Regions from separate parts of the Anas platyrhynchos genome. Here region 1 is linked to region 2. The links are chromatin contacts, called in public Hi-C maps. All regions are on one chromosome and are shown on one strand. Each heading gives the region's core, a stretch centred on a gene start, on an enhancer-like site or on the middle of the called end of the contact. The rest is flanking DNA. Distances are from core to core; before and after follow the strand shown.

Region 1 (5,770 bases), core at 791-3,290, 58 kb before region 2:
CTGTCAGAAAAGAAAATCAAATTGACTTTCTAAGGCTTTGTTTCAAAGAGGCAAATACACTCTATAGCAGTTCTTAGGTCCGAGCTTGCCCCCTCTGCCTGCCCCAGGATCACTCTTCTGGTTCTCTCCTGGGTTGTAGCCATGTGGCCAGGTGCTAGCAGAAGGGCCCTGCTAGGCTGTAAGCTTACCATGCAGCACTTTCCTAAGTTGCCTTCTTCCTTTAGGTGGTAGATATATTGCATCGTGAGGTCATTGGTAAATCCAGTCAGTACCTGCTCTCTGTATAATTAACTTAATTGGCAGAATATCCAATTTCCTTTAGAAACACCATCAGTTAATTGTGTTCTCAGTTATTCCACCCCCTTTTGCTGCAAAAACTGCACGGAATGCAGTAGGGTAAGCCCTCAAATTTACAACAATAAGTGTTAATAAAAATGATTCAGTTCCCACCCCTGCTCTACCTTTATGCTCTTGTGCTTCAACAGCGAGCTTTACAGTGTATTTTGCGCTGTATAGAGTTGGACTCTGTTATTCCCATTGAGTTTCCTTTGGAGCTAAATTCCCTTACAATATTCACTTCTGTGCTCGTATCTTAAAGGAACGTGGGCAGCTGTAGTTGATGAATCTCCAGCTGTTCTATACTGTATTTGCAGTTAGTTAATAGGGGGAAAATATTTCAGAAATTACTTACAATAAACAGTAGGGGGCAACGTTTCCCCGACACTTGTAGAGTTTATGGCTTCGTTATCCAACCTGCAGAGAAGATGAAAAATAAGCGTATTTTCTGCAGTTGTTGTGAGGCTGCCTGAACCTAATACTGACTTCACCATGCCAATCAAAAATGCAGATTATATTTCCTGCATGTTGCTAGGGGAGAGCAATGCTTAACCAAAAATACTGTGCCTTTGTTTTTGACAACATGTATTTTCTGAAATGCAGGAAATACTGTAAGCAACACATAAGCAGTAAGTGCAATAAACTTTCAGTAATCACTGCCATGCTGTTGGGTGACTTCTCCCTGATTCTTTGCTGCTTGGCTTGGCTGGAATGACTACGCAGGCAAAGTCCTTAAAGCCTACAGTACAGAAAATTAGATTCCTTCATTGGTTGTCAGAGGAACAGCAGTGACCTGCATCGTGCTGAGGATCCACCCCAGTCCCTCAACAGCTTTAAGTGTGTTTTCTAATGAAATGGAAGCAAATTGTTGGCTTTAATTAAAGCTGACGGTGCTTTTCTCTTAGTTTATTGGTGATGAATGATAGACACTCTGTAAAACCAGCCTGCAGTCCCTCTCATGCTGAGTATAAAGCAGAGTCATTGAGATATGTTAAAAGGCAGAGAGCTCTAGCAGAGGCAAGAGAACAGAAGCGCTAAAACACCCAGACAGTAATGCTGGGATATAACAGCGGTAATGGTCCTAACACCGCACGCAAGACAGGACTTAACCTGACCTCTTAGCCCATCTATATGCTGATCTTTGCTCTTCAATTACACTAATTCACAGTTTGAGTCCCAAAGCCCTGTAACTACTTTTTGCTTTGTCACATAATGCTGCTATCTTTATTCTTTGACAGTGGAAAACCAAACGGTACTAACCTGAAAAGGCAAAATAATTACCATGTGTGAGCGTTTGTGTGAGAGGCAGGACGGGTGGAATATTTCAACATTTTATTGCTTTGTACTGTTCTGATGTTCTGTCTCCAGGAAATGTTTATTGTGCATTACAAAATGGCAATGTTGTTCTCCCAGAGGTCTCCCCTCCTCCACTGGTGACTATCCTTCATGCCAGCAGCGATCAGTGCATTACCCCCTCCCTCCCCTCTTTATCACACAAGCATTTAAATACAGATGAGACAATTCTGCAGCACATTTGTTTTCTGGCCTTTTTCTTTACCCTTCTTATTTGTAAGTGCTTTTCACAGCTAGGTCTTTTGTTCCTTCCCCTCCAATCCTTGTTTCTTCTCTACTTCAGCGGTGATCCCCCTGACTGACTCTGAACACAAGCTACTGCCTTTGCACTTTGCGGTTGATCCTGGGAAAGACTGGGAGTGGGGAAAAGATGACAATGATAACACCAGACTGGCCAAGTAAGACCTTTCTGTAACTTCAGTATTAAGCAGTAAAATGTCTTGAGCCATACCTGATCTAAGTATTGAGAGAACTGCTAACAGAGAGGGCTTTGTTCACGTCTTCTGGTTGCGTGGGAGGCTGCTGTTACGCTGAGCAGTGCGGCCTCTCCCTGTGAAGTATTGCTTTCTCTTTTGGAGTGTTTTTGACTGTTTGTTCCCTTCTGTTTTCATCCTTAGTTTGATTCTGTCTCTCGAGGCAAAGCTTAATCTTCTGCACAGCTATATGAATGTAACATGGATACGCATACCATCTGAGACACGGGTAAGGTAAACTTTTCCTTAATTTAAACCAAATCAGTGATAACGAGGTACAGCAGGGTGTTGTGTGGAGTAGGCTGCATGGACTGGGCAGCTGCCTAGAACCACCTAGTGTCCTAGCAGCAGAGGCAAGTCACTTGTGGCACATTGTCACTGCCATCTGGCTTGCAGCTTTTATAGGTTTTTGTTTTTAAAACAGTTACTTGTACATTTTTGCAACTCGTATTTCTGTTCTGAAGTGTATTTTCTAGCTTTATCTTTCTTTTATTTATTTCAGTTCAGAAAAACCTTAAAAAAATCCTTCTCTGGCCAGTTTTCTCAGAACTTTGGCTTGCTCTCCTGGTGCCACTGTTATGTCACCAGTCCCTCATCCTTTCTGTTTTTGAGAACAGATTTGGACTCCTGGACAGCTCCCAGTGTAGAGTGGCTGACAAAAGGCCGCAGACTGGCACTGAACTGGAGCCTGGTTCTTTCAGAAAACTGCTTTAGAACTGTGCCCAGCTGGCACCTTGTCAGCTGCAAATTTCTCTGCAAATTACATTGAATAGATTGAGAGGTTAGTCTAGAGGCAAAAGGTTGCTAGGAGAGGATGAAGGTGATTTAGACAGCCTACACAGATGGTATTTGAAAGGAGGAACACAACACAAAAGGAGACAGGATTTAACAAGCTGCAGGAGGGGAAAAAAATCCATTTTTCTACAGTTTCACCCTAATGTGGTAGCCACCACATCAGAAAAAGGAGAGGCAAAATGGTCCTGTAATTGTAAGCTGTGAACCTGAAACCTGTGGGACCAGGGTTGCCTCTCCCTGCTTTGGATTTGCCATGCGAGCATGGGCAAGTCACTTCAGCATTCATTTCCACCTTTGCCAAGTGACAGCTCTGCTCCCAGCTGGTTGACGAGGTGCTCAGGGATTCTAGAGAAACAACATCTAAGCACTCGGGGACAAGAGGTGCACATTTCTGTAGTGGAAATAAATACATCTCCAGAGCTATTCTACTTCATTATGTTTTGTATGCATGTTTTGAACTTAACTTCAGCAGATTATAGCTTCATGATGTTTGAATGCAAGACTAAGTTTTGCAGGACTAAATAAATGCAGCCAAATTTTAAAGTTCTTAGGATCCTTGTAACTGCATTTTCAAGAAGATGCTTTATCACCTTATCTAAAACCTAACTCGGAACTCACACTCCTTGCATCAGTTTTACCTGCATTGTATTTCCAGTAAGAACAAATAGATAAAGAACAAATAGATATGTCATTGTATTCTTCAGTCTGTTTGCTTAAGTTTAATATTTAACATGTCAGGCAAGTTGTTTAGCTCTGAGGCATTGTAACTTCAGTTTTCATGTACAGGAACCTGAACATTAATTTATGTAAGTTGTTTTGTGAACATCGTGTATTTTGAAATATTACTGCAGACAGGTTTGTGTGCTGCATCCCCCTCACAGCTTTCGGCAGAACCTCGCTTCCTTCCCATCACAGTGGTAGCAGTTTCTTTCTAGGCTGTCTCCCGCCTGGCTGAGAGGCAGCAAGCACTGAGGATGCTTCCAATGCAGTGGCTGGGCTCTATACACTGGCCAGCCGCTCTGCTAGTCAATGCAACCAGGGAAGCTGAGCTGCAGACCCCTTGACAGGAGCACTAACTTGCCTTTCCCTGTTATTCAGACACTAATTTTCACAGAACGGCTGGCTGACTGACCTCTACTCTACAAACGTGCTTGAAATGAGCCAGGATTGTAAGATCAAGCAAGATAGATAGCACAGCCAAATAAGTGAAGAAACAAGTCTAAAGTGTCAGTGTGTAAATTAAAAAGTAGGCTTTTAAAATCAATGTCAAAGTCTATATTAGATTTGTCTTTTTTGCATGGACTCCTTATATGAAACTGATTTTGCTGTACCTAATTATAGTTAATTTTCCATAGCAGGCCCCTTTGGCTCAACCAGAATCCCCTACAGCTTCAGCTGGGGAAGATGTTCAGTCTCTGGCTGACTCAATGGACTCGGACCGGGATTCCATCTGTAGTAATTCCAACGGCAATAATGGCAAAAACAGTAAAGAAAAAGAAAAGGACAAACAGAGGAAAGATAAAGACAAAAACAGGACGGATTCAGTTGCCAATAAAATTGGAAGCCTCAGTAAAAGCCTGGGAATTAAACTGAAAAAGAATATGGGTGGTCTCGGAGGCCTGGTGCATGGCAAAATGAGCAGGGCAAATTCAGGAAATGGGAAAAATGGTGACACTGTAGAGAAAGTCAAAGAGAAGAAGTCTAAGTCTCGAAAAGGGAGCAAAGAGGAATCTGGGCAGTCTGCAAGCACTTCTCCGTCTGAAAAGACCACTCCATCTCCTACTGACAGAGCTAGCAACTCACCCATTGAGAAGATGAACACTAAATCTTTCTCCGACAAGCAGTCTGACCCATGGAAGTACAGCACTGATGTGAAACTCAGCCTCAATATTTTGAGAGCTGCCATGCAGGGTGAACGCAAGTTTATTTTTGCTGGCCTTCTTTTGACCAGCCATAGGCATCAGTTCCACGAGGAGATGATAGGTTATTACCTGACCAGCGCACAGGAGCGTTTCAATGCAGAGCAGGAACAGAAAAGAAAGGATGCTGAGAAAAAGGCTGCACTGAATGGGTCCTCTACCAAGAAACTGGAGCCAGAAGCGTATTCAAAAGAGAAGTTAGAAGCATCTCCTCAGGATAGGGCATCACCTGTCTTGCCTCAAAGCCATACAACTCAACTGGTTTTAAAATTTAAAGATCGCACTAGTCCCACGCCTGGGTCATTTTCTTCACCTAGTAACGGTGCTAAGAGAAGCGGCCCCATCCCAGTCTCTGCCCACTATAGCCATACACCACCTGTTCAAAGGCAAAGTGTCATCCATCTGCATGATGTCAACTCCAAGCCATCGAGCTTCCAAGATGATACCTACAAGCCAGTTGTCGGCACCTTAAAAACCTGTGCCACGTACCCCCAGCAGAACAGATCCCTGTCTTCTCAGAGCTACAGCCCAGCCCGGATATCTGGAATCCGTACGGTGAACACAGTGGAATCGCTGAGCTATGCCATGCCTACTGAACACAAGTCTCAGACATACACAAATGGATTCAATACCGGCGATATTAGAGACTGCTTAGAATATGCTGATGAGGATGCTCCTCAGACCTGGTTGAACAATGATAAAAATCAAGGCAGAAGCACAGTTTGCCCAATATATCCCATCCAGCAGAACCGCTGTAAGAAGGATAACTGTTCCTTTTATGGTCGTCCTGAGACTGAAAATTACTGTTCATACTGCTACAAAGAAGAGTTGAAGCGCAGGGAGAGAGAAAGCAAGGGACACAGGCATTGAGGATTCTTCTGTGACTATTTAGTT
Region 2 (5,159 bases), core at 361-2,860:
CAATCTAAACACAGGTCAAATACTTTATTTTTCTAACCTAGTTGTTATGCTGTTGTTACACTTGTGAGAATGACTGCATTGTATTTCAGAAGGTTGCTTTCAAATACCAAACATATTATGAATTTCCCCATGTTCATATACCCCTGTTACGAAATCATTAGAAAAATTCTGCTTATGGAAATTACATAGTAACCGAGAAGAAAGGGTCCTTAAGTTACTTTTTTTTTTTTCATATGGGTTTCTCAGTGTTGCCCTTAAAATTGTCATTATAGAGAGTTAAGATAAGCAAGTGAATGGAAATAAGTCAATTTCTTCTACTTATTCAAATTTAGTTAATACTTAATGAATCAAAGTTAGACTAAAAATAATAGATACTAATAACACATCCTTCTTCAATAAAAATAATAACACATCCTTCTTCAATCTAGTTACCTGAATTGGTGCCTCTGGCAGATCAGGCTGGACTACTGCAAGGTTAAGCAGGTTTAATTAAAATGTCACTGCCCGAAGTCAGTCTGCCAGCTAGAGACCAACGAAAGCCTTGACCACTTTCTCCTCAACAAGCCCTAACCTGACATCTGTGAGCAAGAACAATGCGCCCAGGGTGGCCACCTCCTCTTCCTATGCCTGGGCAGCCACGGCGAAGGCAGCTATGACAGTTAAGCAACAGCACAAAGGAGCCACCGTGAAGTCACCTGGCCCATGGGTTTGTGTCACTGCCAGGCTCTCCCAGCAATATTTCAGACTGCAACTGGTGGCCACATCTTTAGCATATGCTAATCAGCACAAACACATTCAATTCTAATAATTGGAAACTTGCTCTTGCATTGTGGTGTAGTGGACGGCAAGCAGAATTAGTAAGTTCAGGAAGAAATCTCGCTGGAATTAAAAGCTTTCTTCTGTGCTTTCTCTGCGTGTAATGCAGATTGCTAAAAGCTCTTAGAGGTCACAGTGATTTTGGGGAGGGCTGCAATACACAGGGTTCTTCAGGTCCCTGCCCAAAATGTAGTCTTTTTTCCTATGTGTTTGTATGTAGTATAATTGAATAAGTTGGTGCCCCCTGTAGCCTCTCAGCACACAGCAGGCCCTGACAGTGCTCTGTGAGGTCCTGGCCTGAGATAGCCATTAGGCTCTGCACCATCTGTTTCTTCCCACTGGTTTATCAGAGACAACCTGGTTTCCAGTGACTCCAGAGAATTGCCAAACCTTTTTAGTGAGCCCACACTGAAAATCAGCTTAAGAGGAAGGAGAACTTTGTCATGTAAATGGTTTGTCTGATTTTCTGAAAGCTCTTTCTATTTTGAGTTTTCTCAGGAGGGATTTTTTTTTTTTTAAAACTGGTAAGCCAGTGGAATTTTTGCCTCAATGGGATCACTACGGCTTGGGCCAGAGTGCTGCATTTGTGGATCACAACACAGCCTCTGAGGTCCACGGGAACCTCAGTGGAAAAGAATCTGGACTTGACATTACCCACTGACACTAAATATAACCTTCTGGTAAACATTAAAACTTCAAGGGCTTTGTGGCTGATGATCATGTTAAACTCCAGGACATCCAGTGAGAGGGTGGGGTGGAAAATATAAACATGAAAAGAAACCTAGGGGGAGGGGAAGGGTTTGTACGCTGGGGGGAGGGCTCCAGAGACTTTGTTGACAGTACTTTCTGCCTTGCTCAAGGTTGTCTTCAGTTAGTAAAGAAGAAGCATTCCGAAGGTTGAGCTAGTTTCACTTGCTAGTGTACAGGACGCTACAGTTTGTTCTAGCACATTCAGATCTAACAGGGAACTTCAATCTAAAACCCTGTACTCCAAGCGATGGGCTAAGGACAAAAGGCAGATAATGCCTCCTTGGCTGTTCCACCTCGTTTCTTCAGCTTGAAATAGGATAACAAGCATCCTGTAGACTACTGTGTATGTTTGGCACATTTGAGCATTAAAATCTGGCTAAAACAATCAGATTTTACGTGGACCATCAAACAGCCAGAAAACACTGCCAGCTTGCAGTCCCTACCAATGTGGACTGGCTTTAACTGAGTAACACTTGAAAGGTTAGGGATCTCTTTGCCACACTACAACCTCAAAAATAAAGTCTGCCCTTGCTCTGAACACAAAGAGCAAAATCTTTAATTTGTGAGCACAGTAGCAGACAACGACAAGCGAGCTTCTAAAGCAAGTCATAAACTGCACCATCTAAATACCTCCAGCACTATCATCAGTATCTTGTAGCCTGCAGTACTGTTCTTCAGTTTGCCCCTAACTACTGGCTGGGGTAGGCATACAGCACATGGAAAAAGTTTTAATCCATAGCAGAAGTTTTTGAGTGGTTCTTAGTAACTGGGTTAGGGAGTCACTCCAGCAGCTTACCTGAAAGGTTTAAAGTACCATTTGTGTGCTGCTGGTGGGGTCGGCAGCCATTATCCGACACCCCTGGCAGGCTGATGCGTATGCGTTACCCAAGTAAGTTTATGGACACTGGAAAGCAGAGGAGACCGAAGACCCTTGTTCTAATCCTGTAAAAGCCACTATGTGTTTTGTAGTTAAAACAAACAAAACCGTCTGGAAGTCACTGCATGTTCTGTTAGCTTTTCCAAGTGTCATATTAACTTTTTTCCAAGCCTGTCACAACTTCTTTAAAAAACAATAACAACAAAAAAGCACAAACACCCTAGAAAGCATTCTGCAACATGAGTAAGAAGCATTTAAGCCTGTTTAAAACAGAATCCAAACAGAGAAAGACCTGTTGCCAGCGAGGAGGAAAACTTGGCAGCTTTGTTTAAAGCTTCCCACACAGACACTGGAGACACGAGAAAACAAAGAAGCTCTAGTCCCCGAGGGTCCTGCCACTCCCAGGGCAAAACCAGTCCCTTCCCCGCTTTTTCTCTAGCTCTCACACACATGGTTCTCTTCCTCTGCGCCGTTAGCTACAGCAAGAATGAATTAAGCCCTGCCGATCTGGAAAAAATACAGGAAGTGAAGAGTTAAAAAAAACAGACAACAAAAAACTGAGAGAACCTGGAGGCAAGCCAGTGTCCTCGAATGACTCGGCTCAGCGGCAGCCTGGCGCACGACTCCCCCCGCTCCTCTCCCTGCAGGGCGGACGTGGCCCAGCCTCCTCTTCATCGGGGAGAGGAGTTCCCTGCCGTGGCTTCCAGTTGGTTTGAGAGCCCAGAAACACGGCTAAGTTTATCTTTTGCTTCTAGGACAATGGCAAAGGCCAGAAATAAGTGCAAAAGAACTGAAAGTCAATGGAGAAAATTCCCTGAGAGCAAGCACCTTTTCTCATGAACTCCGAACAGGCAAGGCACAGCCGCAGAGCGCAAAGCAGGGCAGGCTGCCTAGGGTGCCAGGAACATGCTGTTCCTTCGGCCGCGCCGCATGGGGAATTGTCCATCTATATGCTTAAACTTGATGGGGCTTTCTTCTCTGCCACAGAAAGCAAACATCCTCAGCTTAGAACAGCTCTTCCTTCATCTTAGGTAGGCAGCAGGAAAAGCTAGGTACGCTTGAAGAGGTTTGTTTGGTGTGGGTGAGGCTGCCACTTCTGAGCTACGATGGTTCAGGAGTCATTTGTAAGGTGTAGTTCTGAGGATCTTTTCCTTAACGTCCTTTATACAGAAACTGATCACGGATTTTAGTCGACTAATTTGTTGTCTGAAGTAACTCAGTTGGACAGCTCACCTAAGTTTGTTCTCATCTGTGTGGTGCTTTGTCATAGATACTATGACCAGTGTCTCCAGCCGAGATCAGTCTCCTCGGTTTTTGGAGCTCCCTGCGCAGCTGTAGGCCGTCCTGTTCCACGACAGAAGGCAGAGGCACCAAGTATGGCACGTCACGGGGCCTTTTTCAATCTAGTACTCCTAACTCTTTCAGTAACTTCTATGGTGCTCGCAAGACTTCAACTTTTTTTAGGTGTGTATGTCTGGTAAGTTACGATAGCAACAAAGAAGCAGTCAGATGAGACTTCACCTGCAAGTGAACACTAATCAGGAAGAGATACTGTTTGCATTCAAATGTTTTTTTTTGTTTGTTTGTTTGTTTTTGTTTTTTTTTTTGTTATTGTTGTTGTTGAAATCAGTTTTACCCAGTTGCTAAAAGCTTTTTCGGAAGCTGCCCATGTCCCTCTACATTTATGTTCAGTATCTCCTTGTGACTCATATTCAGCCTCTCGGCTGCCTTCCTGCCTGCTCTAGCTTCACAAAATTGCCTTCTAAAGAAAGAAACAGAAACACGGTCATTCGGGTGCCTCTCAAACATTTAATTTTAAACTATTAAGAGTACTGATGCTTGTATGGGAAGTGATAAGCGGGTATAAAGGTACTGACAGGCGCACAGTGTTGGAAAAAGTAGATGGGGGAGGTAAGAAGCATTGTAAAGGGGAAGTCAAAGATGAACCAAACAAGAAAAACAACTAAAAATTACAGTGTGGTAGGATCCACACAGATGACCCACGCACTGTTCCCTGTGATATTAAGTAATAAAAGGCAACATTAGCTTTGAATCTATGCCCAGTAAGGGTTTATTCCCAGAGGGCTTTTGTTTTTTTCCAAGCTTGAGTTCTGAAAGATGAAACCGTAATGGTGGCCAAATACAAGTTTGTTTTTGTTTTTCAACATCTTAATTACCGAGCTGTAACAAATAAATCTTTGGCTGGATTGCAACTAACCTGTGTGGGTCCTTAGATGAGCTTTAAGATGGGAAGATTTGCCATAAACTTTTTCACACCCCACATAGTGGCATTTGTGCTTTTTCTGGGGTGATCCGGGGTCAGTCCAGCTTCTCCCGCGTTTGTTCTTTTGTCTGGGGCTTGGCTCAGTTACTGCAGCCAGGCTAGTAGGTGTGGCTGCTTTTCCTCCTCCACGCTTACCAGCCGAAGACACGCTTTCTTCCCCAAACTCCTTAGGAGCGATAGAAATGTGTATTTGTTCTGTGATACCAAAGGTCTCTGTTTTTTCCATTTTGAGAGCGGGTGAGCTGGGGATGTGCTGGTTCAGGTCTGCCAAAATGCTAGCTACCACGAGTAATGACGATCCATTGTCCTTCCCGGTCTCTCTGACCTCCCACTCATCTTCTCCGTTTGACGAAGGAGGCATCGCTGCATCAGGTTGGGGACCGGGCTCCCCTTTGGGACTGTGGATAACAGCACGGCTGGACATAGAAACAA

The links. A called contact is a pair of places that touch in the nucleus more often than the background predicts.
Region 1: a Hi-C map of small yellow follicle shows a contact between it and region 2, with 2.9 times the contacts expected there. The contact joins two enhancer-like sites. A contact is called at or near these places in 2 of 8 Hi-C or Micro-C datasets (skeletal muscle and small yellow follicle).

What each region holds. Positions count from the first base shown.
Region 1 is chr11:9,271,006-9,276,775 of IASCAAS_PekinDuck_T2T, reverse strand. It overlaps OTUD7A (OTU deubiquitinase 7A), which reads left to right. Exons shown (of 16, transcript XM_038184715.2): 14 at 1,973-2,087; 15 at 2,307-2,391; 16 at 4,313-5,770. The coding sequence ends at 5,746. It overlaps LOC110354193 (a long non-coding RNA gene), which reads right to left. Exons shown (of 5, transcript XR_002405861.4): 3 at 692-753. Among named protein-coding and RNA genes, the nearest start is that of KLF13, 60 kb to the right of the region's middle. Within about 2 kb of position 2,040, at least 2 of the 8 cell types and tissues checked have an H3K27ac peak or open chromatin away from gene starts, as enhancers often do.
Region 2 is chr11:9,213,527-9,218,685 of IASCAAS_PekinDuck_T2T, reverse strand. It overlaps KLF13 (KLF transcription factor 13), which reads right to left. Exons shown (of 2, transcript XM_005027978.6): 1 at 4,662-5,159. Among named protein-coding and RNA genes, the nearest start is that of KLF13, 2.7 kb to the right of the region's middle. Within about 2 kb of position 1,610, at least 5 of the 8 cell types and tissues checked have an H3K27ac peak or open chromatin away from gene starts, as enhancers often do.